Regions from separate parts of the Sus scrofa genome. Here regions 1, 3, 4 and 5 are each linked to region 2. Evidence: chromatin contacts called from public Hi-C and HiChIP or PLAC-seq data. All regions are on one chromosome and are shown on one strand. The core of a region is the stretch at or near the end of the contact, and the rest is flanking DNA. Distances in the headings are between cores, read along the strand shown.

Evidence for each region. Hi-C and Micro-C count contacts between places; a contact is called where the count stands out from the background. HiChIP or PLAC-seq counts read pairs in DNA pulled down with a chosen protein or histone mark.
Region 1: an H3K27ac HiChIP or PLAC-seq map of alveolar macrophages shows a contact between it and region 2. The contact joins two enhancer-like sites. A contact is called at or near these places in 5 of 47 Hi-C or Micro-C datasets (embryonic fibroblasts, fibroblasts, omental adipose tissue and 2 more) and 1 of 2 datasets of contacts at active chromatin or transcription factors (alveolar macrophages).
Region 3: an H3K27ac HiChIP or PLAC-seq map of alveolar macrophages shows a contact between it and region 2. The contact joins two enhancer-like sites. A contact is called at or near these places in 1 of 47 Hi-C or Micro-C datasets (epiblast stem cells) and 1 of 2 datasets of contacts at active chromatin or transcription factors (alveolar macrophages).
Region 4: a Hi-C map of embryonic fibroblasts shows a contact between it and region 2, with 2.6 times the contacts expected there. The contact joins the promoter of AMZ2 here to the enhancer-like site in region 2. A contact is called at or near these places in 5 of 47 Hi-C or Micro-C datasets (embryonic fibroblasts, liver, mesenteric adipose tissue and 2 more) and 1 of 2 datasets of contacts at active chromatin or transcription factors (alveolar macrophages).
Region 5: a contact with region 2 is called in a Hi-C map of embryonic fibroblasts, with 4 times the contacts expected there. The contact joins two enhancer-like sites. A contact is called at or near these places in 1 of 47 Hi-C or Micro-C datasets (embryonic fibroblasts) and 1 of 2 datasets of contacts at active chromatin or transcription factors (alveolar macrophages).

What each region holds. Positions count from the first base shown.
Region 1 is chr12:11,990,246-11,992,945 of Sscrofa11.1, forward strand. No RefSeq gene overlaps it. Among named protein-coding and RNA genes, the nearest start is that of RGS9, 24 kb to the right of the region's middle. Within about 2 kb of position 1,251, at least 2 of the 83 cell types and tissues checked have an H3K27ac peak or open chromatin away from gene starts, as enhancers often do. A contact at or near this core is called in alveolar macrophages, where this site is marked.
Region 2 is chr12:11,497,159-11,499,858 of Sscrofa11.1, forward strand. No RefSeq gene overlaps it. Among named protein-coding and RNA genes, the nearest start is that of FAM20A, 110 kb to the right of the region's middle. Within about 2 kb of position 1,408, at least 25 of the 83 cell types and tissues checked have an H3K27ac peak or open chromatin away from gene starts, as enhancers often do. A contact at or near this core is called in alveolar macrophages, embryonic fibroblasts, liver and 2 more, where this site is marked.
Region 3 is chr12:11,828,458-11,831,157 of Sscrofa11.1, forward strand. The region is part of intron 2 of ARSG (arylsulfatase G); the gene reads right to left. It overlaps LOC110255982 (a long non-coding RNA gene), which reads left to right. Exons shown (of 4, transcript XR_002337055.1): 3 at 290-402. Among named protein-coding and RNA genes, the nearest start is that of SLC16A6, 28 kb to the right of the region's middle. Within about 2 kb of position 1,289, at least 3 of the 83 cell types and tissues checked have an H3K27ac peak or open chromatin away from gene starts, as enhancers often do. A contact at or near this core is called in alveolar macrophages, where this site is marked.
Region 4 is chr12:11,893,671-11,896,370 of Sscrofa11.1, forward strand. It overlaps AMZ2 (archaelysin family metallopeptidase 2), which reads right to left and starts at 1,341. Exons shown (of 9, transcript NM_001243604.1): 1 at 1,297-1,341; 2 at 745-837; 3 at 355-444.
Region 5 is chr12:11,761,170-11,763,869 of Sscrofa11.1, forward strand. All of the region lies in intron 10 of ARSG (arylsulfatase G), which reads right to left. Among named protein-coding and RNA genes, the nearest start is that of WIPI1, 47 kb to the left of the region's middle. Within about 2 kb of position 1,397, at least 20 of the 83 cell types and tissues checked have an H3K27ac peak or open chromatin away from gene starts, as enhancers often do. A contact at or near this core is called in alveolar macrophages and embryonic fibroblasts, where this site is marked.

The sequences.
Region 1 (2,700 bases), core at 1-2,500, 490 kb after region 2:
TTTATTTATATCCCAAGTCAATCCAAAAAGGAGTTGCTCTGGCTTCCAAAAGACAAAAACCCTGATAATAAAACCAAGGTATATGAACTCAAATTGGAAAACAGATTGGAGAAGAAAAATTAAAAACCAAATATTCATTCCAGTTGCTCCCAGGGAGCCTAGTGCCAGGATTGAAGTGTTCTGCTGGTTAGGATGAAAAAGGAAACTTCATACACATCTCTCTTGATCAGGAAAAAGGATACATTGTGACTTTTTTTCAGGGAAGACCTAGTATTTCCTGGTCCCAAATTTGGAAAGAAATTTCTCCAATGGTACATGATAGAGAGACAGAATGAACCCTATCTTAATAACAGTTTGGTTAAAAAAAAAAAAAAAAAAAGGAGTTCTCGTCATGGCTCAGTGGTTAACGAATTCGACTAGGAACCATGTGGTTGCGGGTTCGTTCCCTCGCCTTGCTCAGTGGGTTAGGAATCTGGTGTTGCCGTGAGCTGTGGTGTAGGTTGCAGACTCGGCTTGGACCCCAAGTGGCTGTGGCTGTGGTGTAGGCCGGCAGCTACAGCTCCGATTGGACCCCTAGCCTGGGAACCTCCATATGCTGCAGGAGAGGCCCAAGAAATGGCCAATAAATAAATAAATAAATAAATGAATAACAGTTTGGTGTCAAATCAGAATTTTTTTCAAAAAGAAATTCACATAATTTGTTCCTATGACTTTTTGTAATAGAAATCTTTGGAGTTCCCGTTGCGTCTCAGCGGGTTAAGTACCCAATATAGTGTCCGGGAGGATGCAGGTTCGATCCCTGGATTCGCTCAGCAGGTTAAGGATTTGGCATTGCCCCAAGCTTCGGCCTAGGTCACTAAATTGAAGATGTGGCTTTGATCAAGTGTTGCCATGTCTGTAGCATAGGCCTGCAGCTGTAGCTCCCATTCAATCCCTATCCTGGGAATTTCCATATGCTGCAGGTAGGGCCATAAAAAAATAAAAAGAAGAAGAGGAAAAGGAGGAAGAGGAAGGAGAAGTCCTGACATTGCAGATTTGTCCAGAGATGCTGATACAGTGCAGGCATTTGAAAGCATAAAGGAGGAAGCTCAGACTGGCGAGGATTTTTTGGATGCAAATGCTGTTTTCTAATATATTAGTCATTCTTTTATTTTGCATCATTGTTTGCAAATGTAAACACTACGTCATCAGTGTTGTCATCCAAATCATGATTTTTAGTAAGATGCAATTTTGGGTGAATCCTCGGATGTGCAACTAGAGACCTATCTCTATGACAAAGGAGGAACTGGGGATTTGGTCCATCAGACACCAGTCCTTCTAAGTTAGTTCTCATCCGAGCTGTTGATTTGTACCGTGTCTCTTTTCACAACTGGGTCAATGAGGCACACAGGAGATACAAAATATAAAATGGTAAACTCTAAACTAAAAATCAAGACAATGAAAACAAATTAAATATGGAGACAAATCTACAGCCATACCGCCCTGAATGCACCCAATCTCATCTAAATATGGAGACGAGACCAGGGTGGCATAGGGTGAGGGTGGACAGAGAGAAGACAGTATAGCAATAAAGTCCTACTGTTGCCACAAATTGGTTGAACACTTGCTTTGGGCTTCAGGCAAAGTTCACTTACCCCCTGTGGTCCACAAACATCTTGCTGAAACACAACTACACTGTACATCCATCCGTCCCCTGGTCCCTGGCCCATTATGTCCATGAAAAACAGACTAAAGATGATGCAATGTGCTCTCTGCCAACAAGGGCCCCCAGAGGCCCTCACTTCCATTTCTGAGAGCTCTTGAGGTGGCTCAGCCTTGCTCTGTGCTGCTGATTCATTCTCATCTCTACCCCAGGCTTCCGCTGACTGCTCAGAGTTCGTCTCTCTCCTAACTTCGGCTCCCCTTTGATGTTACCCCATCACGGGCCTGATTCCACCTAGGGGCTTCGTTTCAGATCTGACCACCTAGCTCAAGTGGTTACCTCCCCGAGTGACCAACTGGTTGGCTCAAGTCATCACTTTTCATCTAGCCATGTTACAGGCTGTTGGCCAGTCTGTGGACTGCTGTGGCCTGGGTCAGGTGCTCCAGGGTCCCTGAACCAGTTAGCCACGGGTCAAGTCACAGGGTCCAAAATCTGAGCCAGGGAGTGGGGGTGGGAAAGACACATGGAAGGAGCAGTGGGTGAAACCATTTTCCTGGCAAGCAATCAAAGACTTCATCTGTTCATCTGGGAGAGGGATTGAGCGTGAGCGTGGGAAAACCAGCTGCCCTCTTGTCTCTGTGGCATCAGTTTTAAAAAATAAAGATCTTTGTCTTTCTGAACATCTTTTATTCCCAGTTGTTCACACCATTCTCTCCAGTATGTTAGGGACTTCAGGGAGCCATGCAGTAAACAATCCCTTTTAAATGTATGAAGGATTTCTGAATGTATTTTTTTTTTTCTTTTTACGGCCACACCCCCAGCATATGGAGGTTCCCAGGCTAGGGGTCGAATTGGAGCTGCAGCTGCCGGCCTACAAACACCACGTCCACAGCAACACCAGATCTGAGCCCCACCTGCGACCTATGCCATAGCTTGCGGCAACACTGGATTCTTCACCCAATGAGCGAGACCAGGGATGGAACCTGCATCCTCATGGGCACTATGTTGGGTTCTTCTTCTTCTTCTTTTTTTTTTTTTCTTTTTGTCTTTTTGCCTTT
Region 2 (2,700 bases), core at 158-2,657:
CATCTTGTGGCCATGCTGGACCCTTAACCCACTGAGCGAGACCAGGGATCAAACCCACATTCTCATGAAGATTACGTTGAGTTCTTAACTGGCTGAGCCACAAGGGGAGCTCCGATTTCCTTGCTTATAATGCTTACTCTTGGCCTCCTTCTGCTGTAGCATAAGTTCCATGAGGACAAGGATTTTTATATTTCCTATTCCTTGATAAATCCCCCACACAAGAACAGTATTTAACAGAAGCAGATGCTCAATTAATACGGAATGAATAAATAAATCATCAGAGCTGAGATTCAATCCGGGCTGGTCTTAGCAACTATCACTGTGGCGCCCTCTACAGAGGAGACTCGCACAGTCCCTCTGATGTACGGCTAGACTAGAAACCAACATCCCGAAGCCGACATTCCTCGGTAAGAGCATCCTCCATCCACCGACTGTCTTCGCTTAGACATCACAACCGATTTCTTGACGGTATCATCTGGTTCATATTAGGATAGTATGAGGCAGAGAACAGAAACAGGTAAAGCAAGCAGAGTCAGAGGCTGGGCTGGGGGACAATGTGGAGAGAAGGCAAGAGGCACAACAGGGACAAGTCACCAGCGCAGCCCACCTGGCAAGAAGCCCCAGGAAAGAAAGCTTCAAATCGTTTCACCCTGTTTTCTCCGCTGTGTAGAAACGGCTCAAGGATCTGATCTGTTTTGGGACTTGGGGTTAAATTCAAGTCTCGAGGGAGGACGTCATTAACCAGGAGCCCCAAAATGATGATGGAAATCAAAATGGCGAGTTAGAATTTAAGATTTCTAGCGAGTCCTGAGACTCCCATGGCACTGCTGCTTGTTGCAAACGAGAATCAGGTCTCTCCGTGGGCTCCATTTCAGAACAGCTTTTCAAGTAGAGGCTGCAGTACTCGAATGCAACTTAAGGTGGCGCTCTTGCTCTACTCAAAGGAATCAGGCTTCTCTGCTGCGGGCCACGCCTCACAGGTTTTTTAATTCCAAGAAACTCCAGTGACTCAGCCAAGGGAGGAGGAAGCATAAAATATAGACGAAGGATACTGCCTAATGCCCAGTGTACACAAGCTTGCCATCACCACCACCGACACCGAAAATTACTTTTTAGATGTATCCTTTCTTGGGCATCCCATCTTTTTGGTAGGATTTAGCACACACTAGGCAAATAACCACTGGAGCAGTGCCCTAAAACTGCCAGTGTGTAGGAAAAGCCCTAAGAGGGTACCATATGGGTTGAAGGTACCATTTTGTCTTGTTTCTGCCTGCTCCAGCAGAAAGGCCACCTCTCACGGTTTAGGGTTCCTTTCTTTTCAAGTCTTCAGGGCTGTCTTTTGGGGAGGTGAGCCATGATAGCCCCAGGGCAGGGCCTTGGTGCCAGCTTGCGTGTTTGTACATACAGGGCGTGACTCACACGGATTGCACAGGACTTCAGCTGCCCGCAGTTCTGCGGGAACAGAGTCTGTCTGTGCCTGCTGGGCAAACCCCTCAGTTAATCCTGCTGGTGGCCAAGACCATACCCTGTCATTAGGCCATGTATTTGACCACAGAGCTCAAAACATTTTAACGGCATGGGCTTGCTTAATCCTTGTCATCTTCGCCAAGTCTCTGATGCCCTTACATTTCAGGTTTCTGCTTTGCTTTGCGTATGGGGAAACCAGGCCAGAAACGTTGAGCGACCCTGCAGAGGTCATCCCAGGATTCAGAATTAGAATCATGGACACTTGACCTTTAATCAGAGGTGCTGACTTTCCAAATCTCTGCCTTCTTCCTCCCTACAACCCAATTCCCCCCCCCCCCCCCGCCAACAATCCTTTCCTTGTAGATATGGCATTGGTTTGGTTTATTCTTAGAGCATACACGGTCCCACAAGGACACAAATCCATGTCGGATTCTGTAGTTTTAAGCAGAGGCAACAATGTAGAGTTACTGGTATAACCCAAGAGTATGCAGAATCACCTACTTTTCACACTGGAGCCTGACTGCAGAAATAAACACACCGTCTCCTTCTTAGAGATACACAATTCGGCACGGCAGACTAGGAGCCCTGAGACATCCTGTAGGAAATAAATGGTTTAACTCCTTTAACCACATGTTTTCCAAACTTACTGAAACATACATGACTTTTTCCCGGAGTATCTCTCGATTTGCATCATTGGGGTCATCGTCCTTGGAAGAGCCTTTTGGAAATGCTGAATAATAGTATAATCCCTCTGTGTAGCCTAGGGTTGGGTGTGTAGGCAAAGACCTCCACTCGTGGTCCACCTTGCCATGCTGGGGAATTCCAGAGTTCACAGCATTAGTCTTAGAGTGAGTGGGATTTTTGTGGTCACCCACAGCATCCTGATAGTTGACAAAAGCCAAGTCCCATGGCAGTTTTCCGAGCCTGAGATTATAAAACAGAGAGTAGATTAAAAGCTGCTCTCTTCTTCTTTTTTTTTTTTTTTTTTGGCCATGCCTGCAGCATGTGGAAATTCCCAGGCTAGCCGATCAAATCGGAGCTGCAGCTGCTAGCTTATGCCACAGCCATAGCAACGCAGGATCCCAGCCGCCTCTGTGACCTTGTGGCAACCCCAGATCCTTGACCCACTGAGCGAAGCCTGGGATCGAACCTGGAGCCTCACGGACAATATGTCAAGTTCTTAACCTACTAAACCACGGTAGGAGCATCCGCTCTTTCCTACTTCTGATGGGC
Region 3 (2,700 bases), core at 39-2,538, 330 kb after region 2:
AGCCCCAGAGGTGGGAGACACATCAGGAGTTCTTGCTCTTCCTTCCGCATTCACTCGAAAGCCTGGTCTTCCTGCCTTTATATGCCACCAGGCTGTCAACCTCTCAAGGGCAGAACTGGCTGGGGGTCTCCCAGCATGACTCATACCTGCCCTTAGCAGAGATTCATTGTTGAATGACTGTTCGTTGGGAGGTTTAAGAGCAGAACAAATGAGAGCTGCTGGACAGGCTATTTTGAACTTGCGGTTGCGAAGCAGGCTGGCACCAAGGCCTCTCTGGTTAATATTTCAGTTCCTCGTCTCTCAGAGTGACTGGCATCTAGATCACCATGTTCCTGCAGAGCCCCGTCGGCTACACAGAGACATGAGGTTAGAACCCGGTCTGCACCTTGCCCCAGTGGACAGGTAGGCATCACATGATTTTTCTGTCTATTTGACCTACTTAACCAAGGACAAAGAGGCAAGTGCCTGACCCATGAGGCTGAGAGTTTACGAGGGGCCCATAGGATAGGACCTCTCCGAGCAAATAGCCGCGTTACAGGTGAGGGTGATGGGACAGGAGGACTTCTCCCTGAGAAGGGTCCTCCACCCTGAACCCGAATTACTCTGTGGGGCCAGGGGGCTGGCACAGATAGAGATGGAAGAGGATGGCATGGCCAGGGGAGGGTCTTTCTCTTGCCAATATAAGTCTCGTTCGGAAAGTTCTCTGGGCCCCTGCTCTCTCGGGGGTCCCCCAGACCTCACTGCCCTACAGCCTCCAGCGCCAGCCTGGGTGTCCTCTTCCTTCAGGATACAGCAAGATCCCAAAGGTGGCCGAAGGGCTGAGAAAGTCCCCAGAGGGAACAGAGCCGAGGAGGTTTTGCAAAAAGCTGATTCTGAAAAGAGAAATCACACCCCAGTGTTTGACTGAGTTGACGTCTCAGTTCAGTCCTCAGCGAGGCCCTTTTTAGAAACAGCCTCAAGCCCCTGGGAGACTCTGACCTTGGAGGGAGGGGGCACGGGGCGGCGGAGGTGGGGGGGAACAATCGATCTCTGATTCTGAGCTAAGTCATGGCCTGGACCTCTCAGGCAGCACAAACTTGATTCAAAATTAAATTGAGGGCAGAGAAGGGGTGGAGCAGAGAGGAAGAGAAAGCAAAGGTGAACGGATGAGAGGTCACAGTTTCCAAGTCAGGTTCCACACATCAGGATATTTACGAGATCCTGCCAAGCTCACCCCTATGTTCACTGCGGCCTCATTTACAACAGTAAGACTCTGAAGCAACTAAGTGCTCCTCGAGAGCCCAATAGATAAAGACGATGTGGTGTCTCTGCACAATGGACTATGACTCAGCCATAAAAAAGACTGAACAGTTGCAACGACATGGACAGACCGCGAAGGCATCATGCTAAGGGAACGAAGTCAGAGAAAGACAAAGACTGTACGACTGCACGTATATTTGGATTCTAAAACAGAAAACAAGTGGAGTTCCCACAGTGGCGCAGGGGGTGGACGATCTGGCTTGATTCTGTGGAGGAGCCAGTTCCATCCCTGGCCTGATGCATTGAGTTAAGGATCCAGTGTTGGCCCTGGAACTGGAGGGGATGCAGAGACAGGGGAGGAGCAGCCAAGAAACAGTAGGGCAGCCTGGGGGCAGAGTCCTGGTTCCCCCTCAACCCCTCAAAGGATACACAGAACAGTATCTTTGAGCTTTCGTTTGGAGAGCAGAACTAAAACTCCCAACAAGTGGGAGATGTTTACGTGATGAAGCAGTCTTCATTCCAGAAGAAAGTCACAGGTTGAGAACCTCGAGAACCACAGAAGCTCATCGGGTGACCCCCTGAGGCCAGATTAAAGGAAGGCAGGCCCGACACACACCCGGATCCTTGTCGGCAATGCCGCCCTTGAACTACTGCTATAAAACTTCTCACCAAGTCCTCCCCCGTTGGGACACTGATTTTTTTAGGCACTAGCCAGCTGTTGTCCCCCTTTGTCTAGCAAAGTGGTAAAGCTATTTTTTTCTCCTTCACTCAAAACTCTGTCTCCGATATTCCATTCGGCCTCAGTGGGCAGAGGCCAGGTTTCAGTGACACTCTTGAAACTGAGCAGGACCCTGGGGGGCTCCTGGGCTCACAAGCCTTCCTGGGTCCCCCATTTCTTGTTTTTAGGGAATACGCTTCAGGCTCCATGACCTTCCCTGAGTTACAAAGGGCAGGTTCAAACAGTTGCTAATCAGGGAAGGGAGGGGATGCGGAGACCTGGGGAGAAAGAGTCAAGGAACAATAGTGCAGGAGTTCCTGCTGTGGCGCAATAGGATCGATGATGGCATCTCTGCAGCACCAGGACACAGGTTCGATGCCCAGCACTGGCAATAGTGGGTTAAAATAGCGGTGTTGCTGCAGCTGCAGTGTAAGCTGCAACTGTGCAGCTCAGTTCTGATCCCTGGCCTCGGAACTCCATTTGCCATGGATCGGCCAAAAAAGAAAAGAAAAGAAAAGAAACAGGAGTGCAGCTTGGGGGCAGGTCCTGGTTCCTCTTCAAAGAATATACATAACAATATCTTTGAGTTCTTCTGCAGAACTAAAACCCCCAACAAATGAAGACCAGAGAGGGGAGCACAGAACAGTCCCGGGGCCACGAAACACCACCTCTGAAAAAGATCGAAAGCTCGCATCTACCCTGATCCTAATCTGCAGCCCTATTTTCCACTCCCAAATTCTCAA
Region 4 (2,700 bases), core at 91-2,590, 400 kb after region 2:
TCTTGGGGAGGGTCTCTGAAAGAGAGAGGAGAAAATCATGAAATTCATTCCTCCATCCCTTAGGGAACCTGCTCCTCTTATAACAACCAGTGGTAACCATAAGACACGGCCTGATTCCCCCTTTCCTTCTGTCATTTGGGGAAGAGTAACAATGTTATGAATTGACTCATTACAGCCACATGAAAAGTACTCATCCTTTCTAATGTGACTCAAAGAGGTCCAGGAAGAAACAAAAAGAGAACTAATGCAAACCCTGCCGGCTGATAACACAGATCAGCCCCGTTGAAGTTTACTGTCTCAAGGTCATGTCACCCCAGGAAAGACATCAGGTGACTAATCAAAGGCCAGACTTACAATGACAGGCTGCTTCCATTCACATCATGTTCCTATGAACTGATCTCATCCTTCCGTTTGAATGGGTGAACCAGCTGCCCCGCCACGAGGCTTTTTGAGTGAGGAAAGGAAAAAAACAGATATCATCCACTGGAACCTATATTTTATAACTATCCAGGCTTTTCCAGTTTAATGAAAGACAACTGATGGGAAATTTTAACCTAATGGCTGTTCTGGCTGGACATCTGAATTCTGGGGTTCCAGAGTGAGGAAGAAATTCCAAAACAAAGATCTCTATTGTCAGAGCTCTCCCGGGAGCAGAGAAACCTCGCTGCTCCACAACTGAGCTGAAATCTGACTTCTACAGCACAAAATAGCAAGCAAGATGTGCCCTCCTGTATTTCTACATACCTTTAGGGAGAGGAAGGATCCCATTGAAGTTTTTGCCTCACAAGGACAGGCATGTCGGGGCCTGGTGGGAAACTTGTGTGGGGGGCCTTCACCCTGATAGTAAAAAGGCAGGGTGAACGGTCAGGAGGCCTCCTGTGGCCTCCCAGGTCTGCTCTGGGTGGCGGGGGGGAGGCAGATGGGGGTCACTTCAGTGGGATGGAGGCCTGTAAAGCTGTCCGTGTTCTAACCAGCACGTCCCAGGTGAAGCGGGGCAAGTTGCCTATAGCAACTCGCAGATTGGGCTCGGCCGTGCAAGGGCGACCCGGACCACGGCTGGGGGCGGAGTGGGGATCCCAAGGGGACTCTCGCTTCGCCTTTTCCACCCAAGGAAGGCCCAGCCTAGTTCCCCGGAGACACCCCGCCCCCGCTGTCCTCCCGGCTTCCGCCGCAGGCTGCTCCTCCCACATCCTCATCCCTCCCCACCGACCGCGACAGTCGCCATCCTCTACAGGCAAGAATGCCCGGCTAGGAGGGCCCGGCCCGGCTCTGACGGCTCCCCCGCACTATCCTCACCCCTCCAGGCGTAGACACCGCCCGCCTGCCTCCCGCGGCGGCCCTGCGCGCCCGCTCACCGCACGCGGCGCCGCGCCACGCCCCTTCGACGGACGCCCCGCCCACCACACGCCGCTCGGTTCCGTCGCGCCCCGCCCCGCCCCGCCGCACGGGCCCGTCTCGCGGGAGCCAATCCCGTGGCCGCCACTGTTCTCGCGACCTAGAGCGGAGCAGGGTCACTAGGGGGCGACGGGGCGCCCAGATCCGTCCCCATGCTCGCCCTTTTCGGCCTCGCCCTCGCAGAAGCGCCGCTCCCAGCCTCTAAAGGGCTGGTCTCCTACCATGCTGGGGCGGGGCGGCCGCGTCCCGGGATTTGCTGGTTTGTCAATGTGCTCAGCGGGCCGTGGGTTTGAGAAGCGCCCTCGACGTGACTAGTTCAACCAGGCGGTTCCAAAATAAATCAGCCGTGGCCACAGGCTGACGCACAGCCTCGGCGCGTGCTCCCAGCTGTCGTCACCCTTTATCTGGTGGCAGCCTCTGCAGCCACTGGGGCGTGGGGGTGCAGCGAGTGGCAGGCGGCGCGGAGGCGGTGTCCGAGACCCGTGGCACTAGCAGGATTTCCGCTTCACCCAGGGATGCGTCCCTTGGCCTCTCACGAGTGCTGAAAGGGCCAAAATGCGTGTGCCAAAAAGATGTTGGGAAGAAGAAAGGGGCGCCTTCGGGCTTTGCTACTGAACTGGCCCTGTGGCCTTGGAGACGCAGTTGAACGTCTCTGGGTCTCGAGGTTCACTGTAGAGGATGAGAAGAGAGAGCTCTGATCCGTGAGGCCCCCCTTCAGCCCTGGGAAGTTGAGGGTTCCCATGACCCACTCCTGTTCTGCCCCCTCATGCAACCAGCGCTCATTCGTGTAGATATTAGGACACGCTCAGTACTAGAGAAGGAATGGGGACCCACTCGATCATGTGGGTCTCCAGCTGACTTCCAAACAAGCCCAGCCACCTCCTACACCCTCCTTTGTCTCCAACTCAGTTCATTCTTCCCCAGGTTTATCCCATGCTCACCACCCTGCCTATCCCAGCAGCTCCCTGCAGAGGAACCCTGGGCAAGACCTATTCCTTTCAAACCTGATTCCTCAGACTTCCACCTTTTTACATGGATTCTCTTCCAACATCTCAACTTAAAGGACACCCAGCTTTCTTCCCAGGGCATCACTTCTCTCCCAACCTTCACTCAGAAATACTCCTAAATTCGGTTTTTCATTTCCAAGCCGCTGTCCTACCCCTGCAAAGCAATCTCTGTTCTGCTGAAGTTCAGGCCATTTTACCAGACTCGAGTTTTTCTTCATCCTAATTTCCCTTCCCTTTCTTCAGAAAAGACACACACACACTTTTTTTCTTTTCTTTTATTTTCGGGGCTGCACCTCTG
Region 5 (2,700 bases), core at 147-2,646, 260 kb after region 2:
TCGATCCAATCCCTCGTAACAGAACATGATGGAAGAGACTGTGCGGAAAAGAATGTCTGTGTATGTGTGACTGGGTCACTTTGCTGTACAGCAGGAACTGACAGAACTCTGTCATTCAATTATAATTTAAACAATTAACAAAACAAAACAAAACACAAAAAAACTCTGCTAGGTGCTCCCTGGACAGCATTCCTTTCTTTGTCATGGTCCCTGCTCCCCATTGTTGTGGCTCTGCACATGGGAGGAAAAAGAAATTTCCAGATTCAAAGCAAGGTGTAGACAGGATTGTGTCTGTTTTTATAGCCCAAAGACAAAGGAGGGCAAGGAGTGGTGTGCCATACACCTGCGGACCTGCTGGTTGGCTGGGGAAGAATGGGGTCTTTGTATATACTTGCTGGTTGGTTGGGGGCATATAGGGGTGGGGTAAGGCGTGGGCCCCAGAGCTCTTCCAGAGGGGGCGGGGGAGACGTAGGCCAAGTTGATCAAAGGGGAGGAGGTGAGAAGTGGGCTGCCTACCTTTCCTAGTATCGGGGTAGGAAGGAGTGGGCCAAGTTGCCCTTGGGCGGGAGGGAAGGTCCTTAGGACCATTGTAACAATTACAGTGAGACAAGTGGGATGAGAAGGGTCTGATAATGCTTCTCTCCCCGGGAGGCTTTTTGAATTCCATCTCCCTGGAGAAGCCTTGAAGTCCCACCCCCATCACACCCCCAAACCCACCCCTAGCCCCGCAGCCCAGCCCCCAAACACCGACAGACACAGGCCTGGGTCCACAATCAGCCAAATGCAGGGAGTCTGTGTGAAGCAGCCCTTTGGCTAGTAAGTTAATCGGAGTGGGTTACGGCTCTGCCTGAATTCCTAGGCTCAGGACTAGCCATGGAATCTGCGGGGTCCGGTGCAAAGTGAGGGGAGAAACCGAATCCAAAAATTAAGAATTTCAAGCACATGTGCTTTAACACAAGCGCAGGGTCCTTCTCTGTGGGAGACCCTCTGTGACTGCAGAGGTCACTCACCCAGGAGGTCGCCCTGCCTGAGCCCCACCTCTCACATTCAAGAAGTGGCCTGGGAACCTGCATCTTTTAGAAATATTCCCAGGGCGTCTGATGCAAAGGGGAGGGGATCGTCAGACCTCCTGGACAAAAGGCTTCTGCACCCTCCAGTCGACTTTTTGGCTCTCACGTGAGCAAAGCTGGCATAAAAGGCATCCCTGAGAGGATGGCTCAGCATGACTGGTCCAGAACTGCGCTCAGCCTTCCCTCGGGACGCAGGTCGCCTTTGACGCGGTCCTGCTGCGCTCAGACTGTGAGAAAACCTTCTTCACCAGGGATGGAAGAATCGCCCTGCCACACGGTTAACCTAGGGCAAGGTTGGGTAGAAAACAAATGACTAGCATCCTCAGTAAGCTGGTGGATTGAGGCTGGAAGCGTGAGACCAGCCCTGGTATGAATCATGACCGATATATATCGCTGGAAAGGCGCTTATGTGATTCAAAGTTTCCATGGAGCTAAAAAAAAAAAAAAAAAAAAAAATGAGAAACATCTGTTGCAGCAGTAAACAGCTGTCCCCCCAAGTTTCCCGGCTCTGAAAGGATGCCAGTGAGGGTGGGGCTCCTCCCACACCTGCTGCTTCCGTGCTCTCGTGACAATCCTGCAAGTACACCCCCACCCCACCCCCAGTGTGATGGCAGCAGGCTTCTTCCAAACAGGAAAAGAAGTCGCAACTCAAAACCCTCACTTCTTCCAACCCTGCAGGAAGCCAAGCCTCTCACCGCAGGAGGCTGTTTTGTTTCCTTCTGGAAAGGGCAGGAAGTGGGAGACTTGGAAAAATCTATTGTCAACTGATCTATGATGTCCTCAGACACCCAGAAGATGGGAGTCAAGGTCCGCCGGTTCCAATCACAGACGTTATTTGAGTTTCAGTAACAGAAAATCCATAAGGGTGGGCTGCCACGTTCAGGATATTTATCCAGCGTTACCAGGCACCACTTCCGAAATCCAAGAGGAAGCAAAGTGGCTCACTCTCAGAAACGTGGATGGACTTTGGAAAACTTGTATATGCCTTTCTTTCCCCTTCGGGCAGACTGACTATGGCGTTCTTGTTTATATCAACATAGGAAGGAGGCTGGTGAATTTACACATGAATCACAGCTGAAGACATTTCCTCTCCAGAGGACACTCGCTCCAAATTTCAAAGATAACTTTATCTTCTGCAAACATGTTGCATCTTCTCAGTGGTCTTTCTCACCTGTTGGCTTTGTTTTGTTTTGTTTTGCTTCAAGCAGGGGGCGTCTCTTTGCGTTAGGCTGGTGTTGATGCAGCTTCCCCAGAAGCAGGGGTCTCTGACCCCAGCAGGTGGGAGCTCACGGCTCCAGTTCTCCAAAAGTGGTCAGCCACTGGCCACCACTCCGGACAGCATCTTTCACCACTAGGGGCCTCCCTTCTCCCTAAGAGAAGTGATCCGTGTTCCAGAGACTAAGCCCCAGCCTCTGTTTCCTCAAAGTACCACCTCCAGGGACTTACCGAGCATTGTAAGACCCACGTAGCCCCAGACTGGTTTGGGCTGGATGGATGCAGAGCCATTAAGGAAGCCTTTCCTTGGCTGACAATTTTCAGACTTGGCCATGGCAACCTGGGGCTGAGAGAGGACTTGACATTACAATCTCCGCCTTCTTCTGGGAGCCAGACAAGCACAAAGTAGGATACT